Regions from separate parts of the Gossypium hirsutum genome. Here region 1 is linked to region 2. The links are chromatin contacts, called in public Hi-C maps. All regions are on one chromosome and are shown on one strand. The core of a region is the stretch at or near the end of the contact, and the rest is flanking DNA. Distances in the headings are between cores, read along the strand shown. Region 1 has its middle 21 kb from the start of LOC121217671. Region 2 holds the start of LOC107906182.

Region 1 (6,772 bases), core at 1,582-4,081, 37 kb before region 2:
TGAATGGTGATGTTGTTGGGCACATGGTTAACCACTTTTACTGAAAGCTGGTTGCCTTCCCTTACCATGACACAAGGACCAGGAAACTGCCCATTTACCGTTACGATGCTCTTGGCATGGCACAAACGAGCTACGTTTTGCAGCTTGATCTACAAAAATGAAAGTGACTTCTCTTTTATACTGTTCAATGACTTTAAAGTGGTCGATGGGAATGGGATACATACATCAAACTTGTAATGCCTGGTGATCCCAGCTACAGGCAGTGGAAAAAGACATAAAGTGACAAATGTGAAGACAAAGACACCCATAAATGCTGTTGATTTATAAACAGCAGCCATACTATTTATGTCTAAGAGACTTTAAAGCTTAAACTACAGCTTGAATACACGTATATGGATCAGAGATCAGGCGGCTTAGACTTGGACTTGGGGAAGTGCCGTCAAAGGTAAACAATTTATTCGGTCTCCTTTCTTTTTCAACTCACAACTTCGGCTTTGTGTAGAAACTAATAATCCTAACTTTCTGAGAGCAACTACTAAATATAGCAAACATCGCTACTTTTGGGCTTGAAACTAGCCGCCAAGCAGGCATACCTGGCCTTTGTTCCTTAAATAATACAATTCAAATCATTAACTTGCTTAAATTCCATGATCCTTTCTTTTCCGTTTTCTTTTTAACAGTTTCCAATATTTATGTCAATACATATTTAGAGTTTTAACCTTTCGAATAATACTTGGATCTTTAAGAAATTAAATATCTTTCTGTCAAACACATGTTTTTAGCCGACACTTATACTCCAATTCAAGTAGAATAAAATGGTATCATTAATTAGTACCAACTGAACAAGAAATTTCTATTATTTATCTTTGCGGCTGCTTCTCATCTTTAAACCCCATTCATAACCACAACCTCATGTAGAAAGTGTCAATTGATATATCAAAGTTAACAATGGTCGAAAGCTAAATTTTGATATAATTATGAGATATACACTCCAAGTATATGCTTTTGTGAATATTTCAAACATCAACGATTGTACTAAAGGCAACAAGTGTGAGATGCATAGTTTATACAAATATTTTTTAAAAATTATGGAACATGATACTTAGAGAAACCTCAATGGACGCAACATGCCTGAAGCAAAGATATCAGCATCAACAGACAAAGCTTGATTACAATACAGGAAATCAAACTTCCTTCTTGTACCAAGTTGCTAATTGATGGGTTCCAAATTTTGAAGAATATATCCTTTTTTAATATTTAAAATTGTTAGATTAAATCTCATCTCCAAAGGTCAAAAGAGTTGGTTTTTTTTTATTAGACTAATATTTATATTTATATAATTAATAAATAAATTCAACCCATTTTTAATTTAAAGTAAGAGCTAGAAAAGCCAAGAAGGATATGGGCCAACAACTCCTCAAACAAGTTGCTAAAAGAAGTTTAGAAGGCCCAAAACCCCTGTCTAAACCGCATTCAAATGGTCCTTTTGAACACATTCTGGCTGTATTAATTATATCTATCTATATCTCACCATATATGAAAGTTGACGTAGTAATATTAAATGGTATTTTACTTTTTTTATCTTTTATATAAAATTAGAAAAACACACAATATAATCTGACCTTAGAATATTAAAGTTTTTAACATATTTACTTCAGCATTTCAACTAATCACATTTAATTTTCATATAAATATTTTTATTACTCATTTTTTTAAATTAAATCAATGGTCGCCCCAATCAGGTCACCAGTTCGATTAATCTAACCAGTCCAATTAAAATATTATTAAATTTTTTTAATAAAATATTGTTTTAAAAAAAAATTGGTTCAATCAATTTGTACCAATTCTCGATCTAACCAGTTCAAAACTACTTTTCAAACTGGTCTCTCGGCTGGCCCGATTCAAACAACATTGTTTATTACATGATTATGTTTTTTTTATTCATAATCTAGTATCTAGTATTATATTTAAGAGTTTGACTGAGTTAGGGTCACCCATCAATCGGGTCTCAATTCAATTGCGAAATTACTAAAGATCCAATATTATTATAAAGTAACTAATATTATTTTGAGGGTATTTTTTGTTTTTTATATAAACTCTAGAAAATTATGTACATATATATAATAGAATTTAAACTCAATATATCAACCCTCATTTACCATTTCAACCAAGACTATACTTGTTTTGTATGTTAATATTTTTAAAAAAATTATTACATAAGAATTTTCATTTAAATAAATTATTACAATTACTAAACTAAAATACTAACTCACTATAACTAGAAAAAATCTAAAAGGAAACCCACACATCTTCAATCAAAATCTCAAAATTCTCAATACTTCAACCTTATTAAAAAATAGTTTATTCCACATTAAACATAAAAATACTTAAAACTAGCTAAAAAGACCAACATTCAGCACAAGATACTAAGATCCTAAAACCAATATAAATATTGATAATTTTACCTCGAAACAAACTAAGATGAAATGTGAAATGGATTCAAATAACAACTAACCCCTTATCACTTGACACTTAAATAATCCATTTCACTATTTATTTTAATTTTAATTTAATTATAAAATACATAAATATAATTTTCCTTATATTTAACCACGTCAACAGCATTAGCTTCAACTGTCGTAAGGGTATGCAGAAGAAAAGTTCATCGCTGGAAGCTGCATTGATTAAACTGCACAAGTATGTCCTGTCAGACTAATATATAAGTTAAGAGGCATTAAATTACATGTAATTCATGGTGACGACATCATATCATATCATTTCAAAACACCTTTTGGCAGAGCAGTTATATTTGAGGGTCCATTTATTGTGTAAGGCATCGCAGACATTTGGGCCTCCACTTGTCGGTACTTGAATCTCTCCTGCAATTTAATGTATCAATGTCTTATGTTTACCAAAGTATCCGCATTAACTAAACTTGTTGATTTTTCACTCTACTCATTCATTATTATTCATCGACAGATGACGGAAACTTCCTTGTCAAGCTTGGCAAATTGGCAGGTCACCCCAAAGTATGGTCCTTACGCCTAAAATGGTGAAGTAACATAGGCAGGGCAAAATCTGTACAGAAACTGGGTCTCACGTATATGTCCATCCAAGGCCAATCCCCACCGAAGCTGTCTGTTTCCATGGATACCCTCCGTTGTGAGGTCCCGGAAACTAGCCCAGTACTGGCATGCAATCCTGTTAGTGTGGCACAGGCGAGTAACATTTTGCAGCTCCATAACGTATATGTATTTCATATTTACTCTTAGTATTAGCCTGAATTTATGAGCATCCGTCGTAGTGACGCATACATCAAACTTGTAGGACCGATAGGCTCAGTATGGAGACAGAAGATCATAAATATCCGCAGAAATGCCCCTAAAACTGCCGTAGGGGATGAAGAGCAACACCAGAATGGTAAATTAACCTGCTATTTGCTAGTATTTGAGTTACGTATTTCATCAAAGCCAGTGGGATATAGCTTATATAATATATATATTAATTATTAATATATGTATATAGAGAGAGATTAATCAGTTTTAAGCATTAAAATGAAACATTAGCATTTAAAAATAAAATTGAGTACTGTAGCTTCTACAGCTACATTGAAATGACCTATGACCGGTTGTTAGAACAAGTTCAGACTACCGTCAAAGATGATAAATTTATTTCATATCGTCTAATTTTGTATAAATATTCTTCAGATTTGGATTTGTATTGGAAGCACTAATGATGAATAAATTCATATATTGTGAATTAATCAGATTAAAACACATAATTAATAAATTAAATTAAACATAATTATTATGTAACAAGTGGCATCTTAGTTTTTGACAATATATCAACGTATGATTGTATCATATATATATACGTATATTCTGAAAACTAAAGAACCTATATTGCTATATGTCATTTAAAGCGGTTTACAGTAGTCATTCCCAAGAAGAAGAAATTCTGATGCATGTTCGGTTTGATTCCTTAGCGGTAAAAATCAAAAAATGTTTTCAAAAATTTCGATCACATGCATGGAAAAGAAAAAACAGCTTCTGATATTTTATAAGGAGTATATATAAAGATGAAGCAAGATTAATATTGAATATGGTAATTTACAGGGAAACTACTGGAGATGCACAGTCAAAATGCAAACAATTTTAGATAGTTCGATTGATATATCTTTAAAGAAGCATTAAAAACTATTGCTCGAAAGCAGCCCTTTTTGCTCACCAGTCACCACTAGGTAATTAAAGCCTGAATCTTCATTAATTACACAGTACTATTTTCTTTTCCTGTTTCTCTCTTTATTATCTTCCTTGATTATCCATGGATAATTGCCTTCAAACGCAGCTCATTCCTTTGAAACAAAAAACTAGATTATGCTAAACTCAACTATGGAAAAAAAGATCTTTTCAATAAAAAATTTGTCAGAAAAAAAAATGCAACGTAGCAGCAGTAGCAGGCACGGAAAGAAATAAGGGGTTGCTGTTCTATTTCCAAAAAAGAAAGCGATGCTAAATAATGCAGTATAACGAACTCTCCATTAAACAAAAAGGAGAGTTTTAGGGTTTTCTGAGCCCCCTGAAACTCAGAAGAAGCTACCCTAACCAAAACTACTCATAATAGCAATTTTGTGTGTGTATTTGTCATTAACTTTGTTTAATCAACCGTGCTGTAATCAGTTCCACAGAACTTCTGTAAGAAAATTAATTTCTATCAGACAAAAAAGAAGATCATAACTCTGATTGATTGTGTTTCGTCATAAATTTTAAATTTTCTTCTCTTTTAATTTAATGATTGTGAAGGCTTTTCTTTGCGTTATGTCACGGTTAATTTCTTTTTCTTTAACGTTTTCTTTTTCATACATTATTAATTAATGTTTAGTTTAAGAGCTCACTTGTCATGCATTAACCTCTCTTTTTTTCTGTTACCCTAAATAATTATCTTGCTTGTTACATATAAAATTTTTAATTCATAAGCTAAATGCATAGTCCCGTCAATACCATGCATAAAATTGAATGATCATTGATGATATTTTTTTAAAAAATAAAAAATATTTTGATATATAAATTAATAAAATTAAAAATATTGTACATAACTATGCTCAGACTGAAATGGATATTTTGAGGAAGAAGCAACCTTTTACCCAAAACTACAGTAACTTCAAACCTCTTTCAAGTGATTAACTAATCACTACCATTTCTCTATATTCGTTACACTGTTCTTTTGGGGAGAATTCTTAGTCTTCCACACATTTATCAAACATAATATTTTCAAATATATATAAATAAAAATCAATAGTAGTAATTAGGACAGAACATTTACAATTAATAATCAATAAAAGGACCCATATTTTTAAAGTAAAACCTATCACTTAGCTACTTCCCACAAAAATGGATCTGCAGTTAAATAATTCATTATAAGAAAAATTAAATGGAAAAAAAAAACTTTAGCAGTAAAACCTTATTTTAATGTAAATATCATAATATGTATATATATATCTGTGTCTATATATTACTTTACGTTTAACTTATGACACATTATGTGTATGTACAAAATTATATAAAAATATTTTTTTAAAATTTACACGAAAATCAAATAAAACTTTAATTAAAATAGGAGAATTAAACGTTAAAAAAAAGCATGATGAGTTAAATTCATGTTTAATTATAGGTGAGTCTTTATTAATTTTATATAAATTTAATATGACTTATTTATAAAAATCATTTCTTAATTAAATTAATATTCAGATTAATTTATTATATAGTATAATTGTAACATATGCTAAAATGTTGATATAAATGTTGTTGAATTAAATTGTGGCTACTACAACAGAATAGTGGGTGACAATGACCTGACCCGAAATACCGGCATTGCTGATGTCGTAAATGACGATGATAAGACAACCTTATTTAATGTCTTACTATATTATTGATGTTTTACTCAATTAACCTTAAAAAAATAAATATTTACAATAATGACTCAATTTTAAAAACAATGATCGGAGTTACTTAAAATGAAGTGGAGGGCGGTGGTAGGCAACCAAGTCAATCATTCTCCCATCACTGTCTACTGATTGCTGGGAGTTTAAAAAATATATTTTTTGTTACGGCACTGTAATGGCCGACACCCATATATATTTTTCTCTCGTATTTTGTAAAATATAGGTATTCTCCGGTCCAAAAATAATAATTTTTTATTGGGTGGTCAATACTGCAAAAAATAATCAGTATTTTTTGGTGCCAACACTGTAATGGTAGACACCCATGTCACTAAAAAAATATTTTATCCCATGATTGTAGTGGCAGGCAACAGTAAAAATATTTTTTTTCTATTTTTTAGTGTCAACACTATGGTGGCCGACACCCATGGCAGTAAAAAATAATTTTTCTTGGTGCCGTGTTTGTAGTGGCCAACATCAATAGGCTATATATACCAGCCGTGGATGCACTTTGGATTCTAATAAAAAGGGAAGTGAGAAAAAAAATTGAGATTGGCCTGCTAAAGAAAAAAATGAAGAGAAAAAAAATGGGAAGAGAAAGAGAGATTGAAGTTTTTTTCATCTTTTTGGAGAGTGTAACATCAACTAGAGATTTCTATTATATATTGGTAGTTATGTGTTGACGAAGTTGAATTATATGCTGTCACGAGAACTACAAAAGTTATGATGTTAAGGGGTGAAGGTGCCAGTTACAGTTTACACGAGTAGGTGGCAGTTTTCATTGACCGAACCTTGTATCACGAGAACTTGAAACTTGGGGCACAAGATTCCCGA
Region 2 (7,081 bases), core at 2,462-4,961:
TCAACTATGGCCATTAATCTCCTTCAACTTTTGCATTGAAACGAATTTCATAATTATAATATTAAACTTGAATTCGAAAATTTTAGAATGGGTTATTATAAAGAAAAGAATGCTACAAAATATGTAGGCAATAGCCGCAGCACTTGCAGGCTGCAATTATGGTGGGTCGAATTAGCTCATGTAAGCAAAGGCAGTTGCTTAATTCAGTGGATCTATATTGAAGTTTATTTGATGGTATTGTGTTGTCTCCGACCAAAATCATTAAAAGTTTTGCAACGCTAAGGTGTGCCTACTTCATCATTATGAATAATAGTATATCGGCATAATCATTGAAGTTTCTCTCGCATTGTAAATGCTATTTTATGGTTTTTTGTTTTTGTTTATTATTTTGACCATAACAATAAATACGATGATACATTCGTGATCTAATTTAGTTAAAAATAATATTTGATTTAGAGTTAATATAATGCATCATTAATAATTAAAAAACCATAAAATATTATAATTAATGTTTAAATAAATTTATCAAAATTTATTTATAAATTCTCCATTTAATTACACTATTTTTAAGCTCAGCTGTGCATTATATTGAAAACCAACCAACACTTGAATGCCCCTAGCAGGAAAACATCAGCATGACATCCTGCGCTTGTACTTTTGCCACTCTATTAACCGCTCTTTCTTTTCCTGTCTCCTTCTCTCCCTCTCTCTCCATGGATCCTTACTGTCTGTCTTACTTTAATTCTCTAACATTGTGTGTGCACTGCTTGTCACTCCCTTCTCTTTGCATCTTTGTCTATTTATACATGTTTTTTGAGAACCCTTTTTCTCAAACCACAAAACTCTCTAATAGAGGGGAAAAGAAAAGACAGATTTGGGAGGATAGGTTCTTGTTTTGTCTCTCTATAATGGCTCCAGCAGGATCTTCTAGGTGGTGTCCAACAACCCAACAACTTATGATGTTAGAAGAGATGTATAGGAGTGGGATTAGAACCCCAAATGCCAACCAAATCCAACAAATCACTTCTCAGCTCTCTTTGTATGGCAAGATTGAAGGCAAGAATGTTTTTTATTGGTTTCAAAACCATAAGGCAAGAGAAAGACTGAGGCTTCGAAAGAAACTTACCAAGCAACTTCAACAACAACAGCAGCTTTATCATCAACTTCAACATAACCCCCATTTTCTTCACTACTTAGACTCTCCCGCCTCTCCTGCTTTTCAACATCTTTCTTGTTATAACCCTGCCTCCGCCAATCTTTTATTTCAGGTAAAAAAAAAAGGAGAATAACATGAAAAAAATAGAATATTTATTTTAATATTTTATTTTGTTTCCAATAATGGTTAAATTAGAAGATCGAACAAAGCAATAGTACATTTTTTCCTATGAAAACCATCTTTCAAATTTTTGGAATAGTTAACTGTCGTATATAGCTGCTTTTCATCTTCAGAATTGTCCATGAAGAATATTGTCTTATTAGTTTGGTCGTCCTTTCATTTTATACGATAAACGAATCTCCGACAATACTAAGTTTTTAAAATGTATTTTTACTACTATAAAATGAAACTAATGAGAACTATACTGTTTCATGCAGGAAGATATGAAATTAGTAACTGAAGAAAGATCTTGCAATTAAACTTTAAAAGATTAAACTTAGGGGTTCATTTAACAGGCAGAAATATTAATATCCAAAGTTCAGATATATCTCCACACGAGGTTCTATATTATATATATATACACGCATGTACTTGTTTTGAATGACAAATTTATGTATATATATATTTTAAAATGAACTCTTATTTCAATAAATATAACTGGTCTGGTCCCCTTTGTTTCTTGACTCTCTTCTCCGGTGCTTATTAATATTTGGTATGGCCAAAACGGCTAAGTTTTCAGCTTTTATTTTTGTTGCAGGCAGGGATTCATGATGGAGGAGGAAAGCAAGTGACGAACTATACGTGGAATATTGATATCCCAGAAAACGTGGACAAGAACAAGGCCATAATGAGAATGTATGGCAGCGATTGGTTGATGATGGTTGATGTGGGACTACCTTTATCGTCATTACCATGCTACTCCATGATCTCCAGGCCGCCCCTTAAAACCCTTGAACTTTTCCCAGTCACTGCTTCAAATCTCAAGGAGGAGTGCAACAACATCAACAACAACAACAGCAACTCTTCCAATTCTCTTTCTTCAGTTTCTTGTAACATCACTCCAGCTAAAGTACCCGTAAGCCTCCCTTAACCCCACCCTCCCGAAAATAAATAAATAAATAAAAACCCTCTGCTACCTAGGTTGCAACTTGTAACTAGGATTTAGCTTTTTCTAAAAAAAAAAAGAAAAAAAAGAAATTTGGGTCTAATTTTGTTTGTTTTAGTTTTAGTTTTAGTTTTATTGGGTTTTTTTGCATGTGTTGTAATGTAATTTTTAGGCTCTTAGCACGAAAAGGATCTGAATTGTCTGGGGAGTAATGTTACATCTAGTACTGCTCCTTTCTTACTGCTATATAATACTAGTTCTATTACTTATTGATAATAATCAGCAGTGAGTATTTTGCCCATTTTCCAGTTCCAATTCCAAATCATTATCACAATTCTAGAAAAAGGTGTTTGTTTCTCTCATTCTCTTTCACCTTATCTAATGTAGATCTTAAAACTGGCATGCGTGAGATGAAAGCACAATATCAGTGCTTGATGGACATCTAATCACATGGAAAGCAGCTTTTTTTAAAATGTGGACTTGGATCTTTCAGACAAGTCAATACAGTGAATATTTAATTTTAAAACTCTTTCTTTTTTTGAACTTTTCAAACACAGAAAATTTTCTTCATCACTTGTTCTGAGCAGTCAATCTACATTATTATTATTATTATTATATTTTTGGAGTTGAAACAATCTACATTATTTTACAGCTTTAATAAACTATATATGTATCCAGACCAAAATAGGCTATATATTGTATACGTTAAGATCAGGTAAAATAATAATTCAACCTATTAAGTTTAAATGAGTTTGATAAGAAAAAAAATGTTTTTATACTTATTTACAAATATAATTCATGTTAAACCTAAAAGATATAATATATATTTTAATCAGAAAAGATAAGATATATATTATTATCCAAAACACGTAAAAGAATAACTACTCATTTGGACGTAAGAAAAAGAAGAGAGAGAGAAATGGAGGCAATTCAATAAAGCTTGAAAAGAGCAAAACAGTTAATGGAATATTTCCACTTTTAGGGACAAAAGGAAATAACTTCAGCCGATATAATTTTATTACTATATAAGAGGCAAGCAAGCAAGCAAGCAACACTGCATGCATTCATGAAAGAAAAGAAGAAAAAAGCAACCCCTCGCCTACAATGCATTAAAATCTCACGCCAAGATTTATAAATTTCAACAGCAGTGTCGTTTATAAATTAAAGCTGCATTTGTAATTATGAGAATTTTTAACATCATTTTTTGATTGAAAGTATATTTTTCAATATTCAGTAACATAAAGAAAAAGCCACCTACTATTATTTAATGGATATTAACTGATTATTTTTCTGTTCCAACAATGGTGATATTAATAATTATCATGGGTTGATTTTTCAATCTATTACTCATTCAGTATTTTCCTAATAAAATTACTCAATTACTTTTATTGGATTAGAAGCATTAATACGACGTCGAAGAGGGTAGTAGCGCAAAAAGATGAAGAGGGCGGGGGGGCGGGGGGGAGGGGCAGATCCAACGGCCGGAAACCTCCTAAATCATGGGGCACTATCTTCTGTCTTCCTTTGGCACGAACTCATCTCAACTCACTGAGTTGATGATTACAGTCGAGTCACACCCTCTTTCCTTTCCACTCACTTTCTTTCTTTCTTTCTTCCTCTACCTCCCCGCCCCTTCTGCCCTTTTTCGTCATTTCCTCTCTAATCCCCATCCGACGTCTCCCATCCTTCCACGTCACCACCGTCTTCTTCATCCTCCCTTCCCTTGCCCCATCTCTTTCTATTTTTATTTACCCCCCTTTAGGGTTTCTCAGATTTAACCAAATTCTCTGTTTTCCCCCATCCTTATTTTTCTCAAATTATAAAAGAACAAACCTTCAAATCTCCAATTCCTTGACTCTCTCAATTTTTGCAGCATATATTCTTCCTACCGAGGTTTTTTTCTTATTTATTTATTGTATTCGTTTTCAATTCTGTTTTTTAGTTTCAATATTTGTGAATTTCTTTTATTTATTTGTTTCTGTTAGGGTTTCGATGAATTGGCGCTCTATTCCGTAATGCGGAAAATAAAAATTTCAATTTAAATTTTGTAGAATTGAGGATTAGAATTTTCGTTCGTTTGGTGGTTTATGTTATGATGGCGATTGAGAAGAATAACTTCAAAGTTTCACGGTTTGATTCGGAGTTCTCGTATGGTAGTAGAGAGACGACTGTGTCGAGTGATGAGGATGAGCTTCAACGTCAAAGCTCAGCTGTTGATTGTGATGGCGATGATGATGATGATGATGAATTTGATGATGCTGATTCAGGAGCAGGTTCGGATGACTTTGATTTATTGGAATTAGGAGAAACGGGGGCTGAATTCTGCCAAGTTGGGAACTTGACTTGTTCTGTTCCTTTGGAGTTGTACGATCTTCCTGGATTGGAAGATATTTTGTCTCTTGATGTGTGGAATGAGTGTTTAAGTGATGAGGAGCGGTTTAGCCTTACTAAATTTTTGCCCGATATGGATCAGGATACATTTATGCGGACTTTGAATGACCTTCTTAAGGGTGATAATTTTCATTTTGGGAGTCCTATAAAGAAGTTGTTTAATATGTTGAAAGGAGGCTTATGTGAGCCAAGGGTCGCACTTTATCGGGAGGGTTTGAATTTCTTTCAGAAGCGACAGCATTACCATCATTTGAGGAAGCATCAGAATAATATGGTTGCCAATCTTTGTCAAATAAGGGATGCTTGGCTTAAGTGTAGGGGATACGGTATCGAGGAGCGGCTTCGTGTTTTGAACATTATGAGAAGTCAGAAGAGTTTGGTGTATGAAAAATTAGAAGATGAGGATTCTGAATCCTCCAAAAGAGAGGATTTGGATGATGGATTGTGGAGCAAAAAGGTGAAGGACAGGAAAGCTTCACAGAAAAAGGCACACTACTCGGGCTATGGGGTTGAACCGAATTTAGAATTCATTTCCCGAGGACAGCTGATGGCTTTGGAACCATCAAAATATGGGAAGCAGAATCCAAAAGGTATGCTTAAGACAGGTGGGTCAAATTTTCCTTTTACAAAAGATTATGGGACCTGCTTTTACCCTAGTTTGAATATGAACTCTGAGCCATATGGTTTTCCAGGAACTCTTCCTCGACAGAAATATGAGTCAGGGGCTGTACTCAGGTCTAGGGATTGGATGAGGTTAGATGATGATGCCAAAGACCCAATGTTTGGAGCAGGTATTCAAAGAGACCGAAATGTTGTGCGTGATAGCATCATGGGAAAATCTGGTTCATTGAGAGCAGGGAAAAAGTATGAAAGACTGGAAGAATTTGCTGGTGATAGTTCTGCGGCTTTGCCTTTGTCTTCAAAGCATGACTTGCAGGCCCATGGTAGGAACAGGAATATGAATAAATTGTCTGAGGCAAAAATGTATACTTCAAAGCCACCTAACAGGAGATCTGATGATTTGCCCAAGAAGGTCAAGTATTCTGAAAACCATCTGCAATTTGCTGTTGGAAAACAAATTAAGTCTTCGAAGGGCCGAACTCCTCCATTTCCATTGAAAGGGAGTCGAGTTGACTTATCTGAATGTGCTGAAATGTTTTGTCAAAATAAGAACCATGGAGAAGATATCTCTGTGGATTCTTCAGTTAGATCTGATGATTGGAATGTTAGGAGCAAGAAATGGAAAACAGGACGAGATTCTCCAGATGTCAGTTTTAAATCTTATAAAGTTTCTTCACCACTGATGAATGATCGATTCTTGCAGTCTGACAGTAGAATAAAACCTTCGCAGGAGAAGATCAGAGGGAACTATGTGCAAAAGAGAGGCCCTGTTTCCAAAGGCAATAGAGCATTTATTAGAAAAGAAAAAACAGAATCCGACTCATCTGAGCAATTTGATAATGACGAGGATAGCAATCCTCTAATGAGAAGCAAATTGGCATACCCTACTGGTATCATAAAAGATTCTCAGTTGTCTTCATTGAAGTCTGGTGTAGATTCTAAAAGGACCAAATCTTTTAAGAAAAATTCTATGGAGGATGGATGGACTGTTGATGGAATCACTCGCTTCTCCAAGAAGAGCTTTAGGGAAGATGTGCATGTGCCAGGACTAGAAAACTACTATTTTGAAGGAAAACAGAAGGGCAAGATGAGTAAAAGCCCCTTGCTTAACTCTACTTCTAGTGTAATGGACGAGGTTGATAGGAAACAAGTTTACAAGTTGGGTAAAAGTGCCCAGTTACGAGGGGAACCTGGTAACAGGTTACACAAGTCCTCATCGAGGGTCTACCCTACTGACAAAAGGCAGAAAGGTGAACTTGCCTATGATCATTCTACGTCTCAGTCAAATTATCTGCGTGATTATCTTGTTGATGAGGAGGATGCTTTACCTGTGACACTCTTGTTAGCTGATGAAAATAACCCGGGTAGAAATAGGAAGAAAGGCCAGAGCATTGAAGCATATGATCGCTGTGAAAAATCTGAAGCTTCATTACTAGGGTGCAACAAAGGGACAAAGAAGAGGAAGGGGAAGGAGTATGTGGCACATGTTGATAGAAGGGGCAAAGATGGTAACCTGCAGTCTAACCTTGAGCAGCAAATCGATGATTCCCTTTTCTTGAAGAAAAAGGGAAAACGAAAACTGGAGGCTGATATTGGTACTTCTGATATGGAAGCTTCTGAACCACATGGTGCAGAATTAGGAACCATAGACGTGGAGATAGAAACCAAACCACAGAAAAAGCCATTTACTTTGATCACCCCCACAGTTCATACTGGTTTCTCGTTCTCAATTATACATCTTCTTTCTGCAGTTCGCTTGGCAATGATTACACCACTTCCAGAAAATTCCTTAGAGGTTAGCAAGCCTA

Evidence for each region. A called contact is a pair of places that touch in the nucleus more often than the background predicts.
Region 1: a Hi-C map of leaf shows a contact between it and region 2, with 2.7 times the contacts expected there. The contact joins the enhancer-like site here to the promoter of LOC107906182 in region 2. A contact is called at or near these places in 21 of 34 Hi-C or Micro-C datasets (callus, cotyledon, fibers and 3 more).

Annotation. Positions count from the first base shown.
Region 1 is chrD05:8,313,865-8,320,636 of Gossypium_hirsutum_v2.1, reverse strand. It overlaps the pseudogene LOC107902732. Among protein-coding and RNA genes, the nearest start is that of LOC121217671, 21 kb to the left of the region's middle. Within about 2 kb of position 2,831, at least 1 of the 9 cell types and tissues checked has an H3K27ac peak or open chromatin away from gene starts, as enhancers often do. A contact at or near this core is called in leaf, where this site is marked.
Region 2 is chrD05:8,277,834-8,284,914 of Gossypium_hirsutum_v2.1, reverse strand. LOC107906182 reads left to right here and starts at 3,711. Exons shown (of 4, transcript XM_041093514.1): 1 at 3,711-4,154; 2 at 4,313-5,257; 3 at 5,345-7,081. The coding sequence starts at 4,354. It overlaps LOC107903222 (WUSCHEL-related homeobox 3), which reads left to right and starts at 636. Exons shown (of 2, transcript XM_016829263.2): 1 at 636-1,268; 2 at 1,914-2,562. The coding sequence starts at 636. The coding sequence ends at 2,246.